Regions from separate parts of the Mus musculus genome. Here region 1 is linked to region 2. The links are chromatin contacts, called in public HiChIP or PLAC-seq maps. All regions are on one chromosome and are shown on one strand. Each heading gives the region's core, a stretch centred on a gene start, on an enhancer-like site or on the middle of the called end of the contact. The rest is flanking DNA. Distances are from core to core; before and after follow the strand shown. Region 1 has its middle 34 kb from the start of Gm36464. Region 2 overlaps Tshz3 (teashirt zinc finger family member 3).

Region 1 (4,617 bases), core at 1,379-3,878, 260 kb before region 2:
CCATGGGCAGCTTATGCTTCTACCTTCTTAAGACCTGGGGGATAACATTTCTGCAAGAGTTTAGGGGGAGGGAGGACCCTTTGTCCCAGTAACAGTGCCTCAAACCACACTGGGCAAGTTGTTTCTGTTTCTTGATCAAAACTACTTACACAGGAAAGATTGGTTTGGGCTCACAGTTTTGGAGGGCTCAATTTCATGGTTGTTTGAGCCGTTGTGCTTTGGCAGAATGTGGTGTTTCTGCAAGAAGAGATGCTTTCCCTCAGCACACACAGAGGACGCACAAGGAGAAGGGACTGAGTTAGAACCCAAAAAAGACCTTCCCCTGAGCGACTTACTTTCCCCAGCTACATCTGATTGTCTAAACTCTCCATCATGTCCTGCAATAGGGCTGTCAGCTAGGACCCAGCACTCTGATACCGGATCATGTCAGGATGTTTTATATTCAGGCTGCAGCTAACACCTCTTCTGGATGCCTGTGTAAGAGAATGCTCATCTACCTGTTTGCCAGGGATAGGACACAGGAGCCAAGGTCCAAAAGGCTTGCTAAAATATCACCGTGATGCCTTCTGAATGGTCACCAATGAGTTAATGGCCCGTGTCCTATGGCTACACTGGTCCTGTTTCATAAAGACAGATCAATTCTACAGTGTTTAGAACTGAGACTTACCAGGTGCTTATAGAGGCCTGTTCACATGTGAGCTTCAGAGTGGGCCTGCTTGTTGTTCAAGTTTTAAAGCCATGATGCAGGACCATGACAAATACAAGTTAAGATGGATGTGAGCCAGGCTTCCACACAGAAACAGAAATGTTCGAGACCTTTATCGGGTCCACTATTCTGACAGCAGACTGACACTCCCCTGCCTTGGAAGACTGGGCCAGTCAGCTGAGCAGCTGTGGCCCAGTAGATGTTCCATGGCTCCTCCTAAACAGGTTCCTAAGCAGGTGCCTAAGCGGGTGTGGCTCCATCTTCATCCAGGTACTCCTCGTGACCTAGGCCTTGGAAACAAAAGAGGAGCTAAGCTAAAACTGAAGAGCAAGTGAAACTCCACTCAAAACCATGGTTGTGTGTAAGAGCCATGAAAGAAGGATGTGGGGTCAACTGGGGTGGGAGGAAGGGGGCAGGAGAAAGAGGTTGAAGGCAGTGGGAGACATTTCAGGATGGGGAGAAGAACATTTGTTTCTCACACATCCCTCAAAAAAAATTGTGTGTAGATGGAAGCCCCTCCTTCCCTGCACTGGAAGCAACAGCCTCGCCATGGGTCTTCCTTCGGCTGGGTATGCAGGACCAGGGTTCAGGGATTTCTCCAACGTGAGAAAAAAAGCAAGCATGGTTTTTAGCCCCATTAATTCCTTGTGCTTTTAAATTTTTTTTATTATTTTTATTTTTATGGTTTTGAGTGTCGCGTTAGGTATGAGGAGACCTGGGAATGGATTTTATCCACACACATGATCTCCTTGCCATGCTTGTCTTTCTTGTCCTATTCGGCCCTTGCTGCCGGAACCAGGAGTAGTCCTTTTGGTTTCTTTTCTTTTCTTTTCTTTTCTTTTCTTTTCTTTTCTTTTCTTTTCTTTTCTTTCTTTCTTTCATTTTTTTTTAAGTGAAGAACAGTGGACTGAGCGTGCCCTTCCATGGTCCTTAGCATTCCGCAACTCACCTGTGTTAAAATATGAAGAAATAAAACAAATATAAATTATGCATTTTCCAACTTAATTTAAAATGCATTATGCTGTGCTTTGTTCTCTGGAATTAGTCTTATTAAGGGGACAGATCTGGATGGATTCATTTTGAGCCCGTTTATTCACTTCTTTGTAATTCAGTGGCAAGGATTTCTGTCCCCAGGCATCAAATTAATTTTTTTTTTATACTGTAAGTAACACATACAAAATATAGACCTCTTTGTGTTATTTCTTTGTTTACCTAGCACGTGACACACTCCCCTCGAAGGCTGCCACCAAATCTGAAATTCTCTATTCAAAATATAACACTTCCCAGGTGGTCATTAAAGCCACAGGCCGACAGTCACAATACTGGCCTTGAACCTAACAATGGCTCTGTCCTTTCCCCCGGTTTTTATTTTATATGTGAGACCTTCAGGCCCTTCCTCTGATCCTGCCTCTCAGATGACCACTCCCTGCCCTTTACCACCCAAACACACCAGCACCATAGGAACTGCTATTTCAGGCCTATTTAAAATATGCACCCAATCTCATTTTGGAGTATTGTTATAGTACAGTAACTCTTTGTTCCTCTTAGACGTTTTAAATCTTTATTTTTCCCCCCTAAACTGAGCAAGCAAATCGTCTGCATTCTTAATTAGTCTTCTTTAAACAAAATATCCTTTCATAGGCACTAATAAAGACTAAAGAGTGTTCCTCTCTTGTTCAAATAACTGCTTGCTGTAGTATAAAATTGTGAGAGACATGCTGCAGATCAAGTTGCAGGCTCCAACTGGAGAAGAAGAACAAGCCGCGCCGTAATAAGCAGATTTTAATGATTTACTATAAATCAGCATTTTTGCCCTGTCAGTGAGATTGAAGAGGCAGACAGCTCCTCACATGTCTGCCGAGCAAACGTCTTCCTGATGAATCATGTGCCCTGAATCACTGATCATAACACTCAAACGCACATCCAAATAATGAGAGAAACATATACACAGGCTCCAGTGCTTGCTCGAAGGCAACGCCGCCCAGCTATGTTTTGTCGGTGTGTGGTAGTTAAACCCATACATTGATCCCCCAAGGATTCCAGGGAGGGTAATAGAAGTGTATATTACCGGGTTAACCACTGATGCCCGAATGTAGACTGATCTGCATAAATGCTCTCCCCCCCCCAGCCCCCACCTCCAGACCTTTGATGAGAGACTAATCTAGTTGAGAAGGGAGGGAGAAAAGGCAGGCTGTGATGATGAACAGAAATGCAAAGAAGCCAGCTGCGGAAGCCCATAGAGATTGGGGACTAACTTCTGTTGGGTGAAAAGGCTCATTGGGTTTAGGGGCAACATTTTCTAATGCGCCCCTTCCTCAGCTCCCTGTTGCTTTAAGCTCTATCCTTGCTTCCCCTAAATTACTGGGTGTCAGATGGGTGGAACTCCTCCCTAGAGATAGAAGCATTACCCAAGAATTGGAGCACCCACTTAGCAACTACTCTATGGGATCAAGTGAGATCCAGGCCTCTTGAACAGATGCTGTGCCCATCTCCATCTTCGGGCCTAGGCCCAGTGGATGCTCAAGACACATTGGTTGGACGAGAGTCATTCCCCAACGGTAGTCTCACTTCTTCTGATCACTGTCTCCCTCCATCTTCCTGATCTTTGCCTTCCTCTTTAGTCTTATCCTGATGTTGTTCGTTTCTCTTGGTCCTCATAACATAGTCACCCCTCCTAATGAGCTGTGGCCTCCTCATTGCAAGGTTGCCTGGTTAACTTGTATGAAGCCTTCATGATATATTGCATATAATATAGGCTTCATTATAAATCACCCACTCTCTTACACCATGGGGGAAAAGGAGAATGGGTGCATGGATAAATATCTATTGGTGGATCAATGTATGTTTAAATAAATAGGTAGATGGATCTATGTTTAGATGAAATGGATTAATGGATGGATGGATGGATGAGTGTTTGGATGGACTGGTGGGTATGGAATACGGTGTATGTGTGTTTGAATAGAAAGATGGGGTGGTGGTGGTGCATGTATGTATGTATGTATGGATATGTGTATGTACATGGACTGATGAATGAGTGTTTAGATGGATGGGTGTGTGTGTGTGTGTGTGTGTGTGTGTCTGTAGTTGGATGATAAGTGTATAGATGAGTTTGGATGCATGCATGCATGCGTATGTAGATTGGTGGATAGATAATGTGTTTGGATAAATAAGTGGAGGGCTAAATCCATGGACCACCCAAATTCAACCAGCAAGCCAGCCCTCTGGCATGCTGCACTCTCCTGGAAAATAGGAGGGAACTCTTGAACTAATGATGGCCCATGTATTTTAACCAGTTTATGGCCTGGCACCCTTGAGCATCTATAATCCAGTGCGGTGGCTGCCAGCAGAGAATCCACCAGGGCTCATTTGCCAAGCTACAATGGATCCTGGGAGCTGACCTCGTAGGAGAGAAGTCAATGACAGGGCCTGTCCATGAGTCACTGTCCTTCGACACTGTCTGGCCAGTTTTTCTTTAGAAATCAGCTACTAGAAGAAATGAAAGTTGTGCTCGCAGGCTCCCCCCACCCACCCCACCCCGAGTTGGTGACAAAAAGAAACATCATCAGAACTCCAAAACTGGTTTTCTAGAAATACTTTCTTGAAACCCAGAGTGGACGGTCTTCTAGTCAGGTTTGGTACCTAGTTCCCATCACTTCTCAGGATATCAGATTGGAAATGGCCTTTATCACTGTGGGATGTTTAGAGATGAAAAAATTCATGTACTGCTGCTTTCAAAGCACCTTACTTATTTGATGCTTACTGACCCCTGACCGAGACTCCTACACACTTTCCTTCCCAGACAGAACAAAGAATCCTGGAATCTCTGAACTACAATGACCAGTACCCAACTCATTGTTGGTGCTGGATTGCAAAAATGTGCATGCTATCCTTGCCCTGGCCTAGGGGCAAAG
Region 2 (5,016 bases), core at 35-2,534:
TCAGGAGCTAAACTAATCTCTGCTAACAATTTTGTCTGTAGTGTTCTGTCTCACAAAGAAGGGCCTTCTCTATGGTGACGTAACTCAAATGTTTATTGATAGAGTTACTCGATGCACTGGGCCTGGTGGCACATGCCTAGAGTCTCTGGAATTCTAGGCGCTGAGGCAAGAGAATGGTGGGTTCGAAATCAGTTGTGGGCTGTATAATGAGACCCTGTCTTAAAACATTCAAAAACAAAACAAAACAAAACAAAACAAAACAAAACAAAACAAAACAAAGAAACAACTCATGCAGCCATAGTGAGGTCCTGGCAAGCCAGTGCTACATAGTGAGACCATGACTTTAAAAAATAAATAGAAAAGCAACATGCTTTTAAAACAATAAATAAATAAATAACGAAAAAATTAAAACCAACAAAAAAACAAACAAGCAAAAAACAAAATAACAGCAACAAAACACCCTATACATAGGAGTAATCGCATACATAGGAGAGATCTCATACACGGGAGTAATATGCCACCATTAAAAAGCAAGAGACAGCTCTACACCATACATATTATACATAATATAATTCAGATAGGACGATAACAATATATTCCCTATTTTATCATGAAACCAAATACACATAGCAAAGTTGAAAGCTGATCAATGGACTCACTACACAGACCCCAAATTCCACATTTCACTTCATTTGCTATATCACTTACACATCTGTCCATACATCCTGCCCGTGAGTTGTAACTTTATATGTGTAAAAATAAATGGTAAGTATATATATGTATGTGTGTGTGTATATATATATATATGTATATGTATATATATATATATATATATATATATATATATATATAAGAGAAAGGTACAAAACAGAACATATCTGCATGCTTATGTCTTCAGAAGGGTGTGCCACAAACTGCTAACATCCCTAAGGAGGGACACATAGAACTGGGGTTGAACGAAGATTTCTCCATTAATTAAGTGTCCTCGAACTTATTTAGATTTTCTATCATACGAATTACTACCTTTATAATTAAAAAAAAATTAAAATGCATTTAGTTTCACATAAGGGGAAACGACTGTCAAACTGTTCAGGGCCTTATATATGTAGCTGCTATAGAGAAGACCTATGTACAAACAAGCCTGGTGTGTGTGTGTGTGTGTGTGTGTGTGTGTGTACAGCTAGGGATGCACAGATGTTCTGAGCTGCCGCATCAAGGGCGGGGCTGACCTCTCTGACGTAGCCCAGCAAGCCGTGGAGTGTGTGCCTCCCACACAGGCTAGTTATTTAATTTCCAGGGAGGCTGGGGAAGCAGCGGGTTTGTTGCTGTTAGGGAGATGGGAGAACACGGGCTGCATTAGGAAAGACGGCTTCAGCCAGCACTCGTAGCTCTGCTGTAGGAGTGCCTGCATCTTTGACTCTCTCACTGTAAACAGTTACTCAAGTTTAAAAAAAAAATCCTTCCAGACTCTCACACAGCCCTAAGTTCCAAAGGACATCTTACTAATATGGACCAGTCAGCACAGGCAGGGAAACATGACAGTCCAGGCGAGCAGCATGGGCTGGCTGTATGTTCGATACATACAGAAGGTAACCTGGAGGGTATGCCTGGTGTTAGCAGGGGGCGTTCCTTGCCTAAGCTCTGGTGCTATAGCTCTCGGCTTTTTCTTCCTCTTCCTCCTCCTCCTCCTCTTCTCCTTTCCTCTTCTTCCTCCTCCTCTTCTTCAATGTCAAGAGTCCAAAGCCATTAGAAAAAAATATAATTAAGCGTCTCGGTGAATGATGCCACTAGTCAAATACTCAAGATGGGGAAAATGGGTCCACAGTAACCATTTGACACGTGTTAGTAAAATTCTTTCAGATCTGTAACTATACTTCCTAGGGGCGAAACCCACCAGCTTTCTACTCACGCCAGAGGATGGCGAGGTATTTCCATTGTGTTTTCCACCGTGGGAACCATAGCCCACATTTGGGAGAGAAAGCAAAATGAAGAAGTGAGATAATTGAAAATGTGACGAGTTCTGTCGACACGTCAGGATAAACACGGGAAGTCCTTACTTGCATGTGCATAAAGACGAATTTGGTCGCTAATGAGGAGGGAGAAGGGAACTCGTGAGCGTGTGGCTTCTTCCTGTTTGGAAACATGAGCATAAAGCCAGTGGCTTTCAAATTCCCATTTTAGGACTAAGATTGTGAAAACACCGACTTCAACAAAGCCGTATACATACTTAATGCACACACGTGTACACATATATAAGAAGCAGTAGAAATGAAAGTGGGTCAGTGAGTTTACTTAAAAACAATAGTTTGACAATATGCATGCAATCAATACATGGTCATGTATTTTAAAAGCAGAGAAACAAAAACCTGCAAACCTCCTAAGCCTCAAAATCTAACACAGAGAACGAAACCAATCATACTGGGAAACAAATTAAGGAAAATGAACGGCTAGAGTCCGTTATTTGCTTAATGGCGTTCCTTCCCTGAGTTTTACTGGTGCCCCATCTCTAGTTGTGCGTGCAGACCAACACATCTGCTGTCGACTCACCAAGGCATTTGACAACATCATTTCAGAACCTTTAGCTACCGAGCTATCAATAATTAAATGCATTCAGTTCACACTTTGTTCTTGTGGATACCAGCTATTTATCTCTGTCCTCTGAAGAAGCTAATGGTATAATGGGCAAAACATCAAGAATAATTAAGAAAACATCGCTATAAACTCTGTCAAAAGAAAGAGAACTTTTGCTAGGCCCTCAGACAGAACCCCTGAGTGGAGGACCCATTCAATCCCAGCATACCTTGCTGAGAAGTGGGAGGAATAAATTCAATGAGCAGTTAACTCGCTCAGTCCAGGGGCCTACAGTCAGTAGCACTAGCAGCTGCTTTGAGTCTGTGTTCTGGGAGAACCCAAATGTGTTTGAATAACATCAGAAGTGGAAAGAGGGCCATGTGATCACCTCCACCTGGCCAAGGTAGCCCTTGAGGGTCAACTCCTCATGTGGAAAGGTTGCAGAACCATCTAGCTCCTGAGACCCGGGTCCTGTCTAAGTAGCTCAACCTGTAGGGCATTGCACCTTTACATAGACAAGGTTCCTTTGCACGACTAGCCAGTATTGAAACACCAGTATTGAAACACAATGTCTCAGTAAAATCACCAATAACGGGTCCCTCTTTTATTAGTGGAAACTGCCTTATTTTATATCCAATAACAAATAAAAGAGGAACTTGTAGAGTTTATTTTTTATGATAAGAAGTCAGGCCTACCTGGTATACAAAAGCTCCATCTATGAAATTATATTTTAAAACAATCACGATTAACTGCCATACCATTTAAACGGTGTGCGTATTACCAAATAAGAATAAAGAATTATCTGCAACCACAGTCACAGGAGACAGCCCTGAAGAGGCAGGCTTCAGATGTGTCAACTTTCTGTATATCCTTTCAAAACCTTTATTTCAGTTGTCACCTAAATGCAGTGGCTTCCAAACACGTCTCACCAATCTCAGCCTGAGACTGGAGGATCCACTTCTTGTAAGAACTATGTGTGTGTCTACATTTAAACTTCCAGACACCACATTTTTGGATAAGCCAGTGGCCCTGCTTTGTCATTAAATCCAAAAAGGCTCGTAGGGTTGGTGGGCCCATCTACCACAACATAAATGGGAATCTTATTAAGATGCAGACACCACACCGGACTAAAATAAAACTAAGGAAGGAAGAACAGACCCATCTTTGTCACCACTAATTGTCTAATTACTTCTTGGTTTGGTCACCTAAGCTCGGAGCAAGAAGGAAGAAACGATGGTCATTTCTCACTGCCCAGATGAAGGTACCAGGTGCCTGCTGCACCTTATGCAGGCAGAGCTTAAGTATCAAGAAACTACAATGAGCATCTTCCAGGGTGCGGGGAAGGAGGCGAGACCTGGCAACAGGCATACCCTGCAGTTTTCACACATGCACACACGCACACGTCTGCTGAATGCAGCCAGGGCTGTGGCACCTCTGATTTGGGTCTCAGGGTATGCACCAGGCTCCTAGAAACTCACACAGTATACGCAGGAAAATAGTTTTTAAACGATGCCAACGAAACGGCGACTAATGGTTGTGAACCTCTACCGAGGCTTTCGACTTTTCACTTCTGGAGGTGAATTATTTATAGCTGATCACTGCTGTTACAGGCTGGTGTCAAAACTCAGGTGCAAGCTGGCCGAGTTCTGGGTTCAGGGACACCCTGCTGCGCCATTCCCTTCCTGCCTCTCTGAGCCTTAACAGCTCCCTGGTTAAGAGAATTAATTACACGGTCCTTCAACCTGGACCCTGGGTCCAGTCAGAGGGAGATGGCAAGTCAGAAAGCAAGTATTCTTTCCCATCAAGCACAAACTACTCCTTACTCTCTCTCATAGGAGAGGAAGAAGAGCAGAGACACAACTCAGAGGAGGAAAAACAAAAAGAAAAAAAAAAGAAAAAAATTCCATTATAGCCGACTTCCCGGAGCTCCAGCCTCGGATATGAGTAATCACAGAAAATGTAACATCAGCTTTTCTTGCTTTCCTTACATGGGGTTCCTCCTTTATTTCCTTTCAAAAGGGGTCAAATTCTCCTCTGTAATTCAAAAGAGCTGCTTCTTGGTTAATAAAAGGGTGTCCTCTCTCTTTAACGGCTCTGCTTTTTCCCCCATCCCCGGGAAATTTAATATTTTGGGTCAAAAATAAAACTTGCAAGAAAAAGAGGGGGAAAAAAAAGAAAGAGAAAAGCAAAGAATAGACCTCAAGCCCCTGAGCTGCTTTGCCTTTGAGGGCTTCCAGTAAATCTCTCCCACTAGCAAGGGCAGATCTAAGCGAGCTGGAACTGCCTGCAGGAGCCTCTGGAGGCAGCATCCCCGAGCTGGGATGTGCTGCATAAGCACAGACCACTGCGGATGCCTGAACACCCAGCGCCAGCCAGTGGGTACCACTGGAAGTCAGGGGGTTCACAGCATCCAGGCCTCTCCAAGGGTCTGCACTGGCCACAGCA

Evidence for each region. HiChIP or PLAC-seq counts read pairs in DNA pulled down with a chosen protein or histone mark.
Region 1: a contact with region 2 is called in an H3K27ac HiChIP or PLAC-seq map of SST interneurons, with 4 times the contacts expected there. The contact joins two enhancer-like sites. A contact is called at or near these places in 1 of 39 promoter capture datasets (hippocampal neurons), 7 of 484 Hi-C or Micro-C datasets (adipose-derived mesenchymal stem cells, cerebral cortex, cortical neurons and 4 more), 3 of 115 datasets of contacts at active chromatin or transcription factors (SST interneurons, embryonic basal ganglia and neural tube) and 2 of 9 other capture datasets (embryonic tail and embryonic trunk).

Annotation. Positions count from the first base shown.
Region 1 is chr7:36,975,997-36,980,613 of GRCm38.p6, reverse strand. No RefSeq gene overlaps it. Among named protein-coding and RNA genes, the nearest start is that of Gm36464, 34 kb to the right of the region's middle. Within about 2 kb of position 2,628, at least 5 of the 459 cell types and tissues checked have an H3K27ac peak or open chromatin away from gene starts, as enhancers often do. A contact at or near this core is called in SST interneurons, where this site is marked.
Region 2 is chr7:36,717,284-36,722,299 of GRCm38.p6, reverse strand. The region is part of intron 1 of Tshz3 (teashirt zinc finger family member 3); the gene reads right to left. Among named protein-coding and RNA genes, the nearest start is that of Gm36722, 22 kb to the right of the region's middle. Within about 2 kb of position 1,284, at least 17 of the 459 cell types and tissues checked have an H3K27ac peak or open chromatin away from gene starts, as enhancers often do. A contact at or near this core is called in SST interneurons, where this site is marked.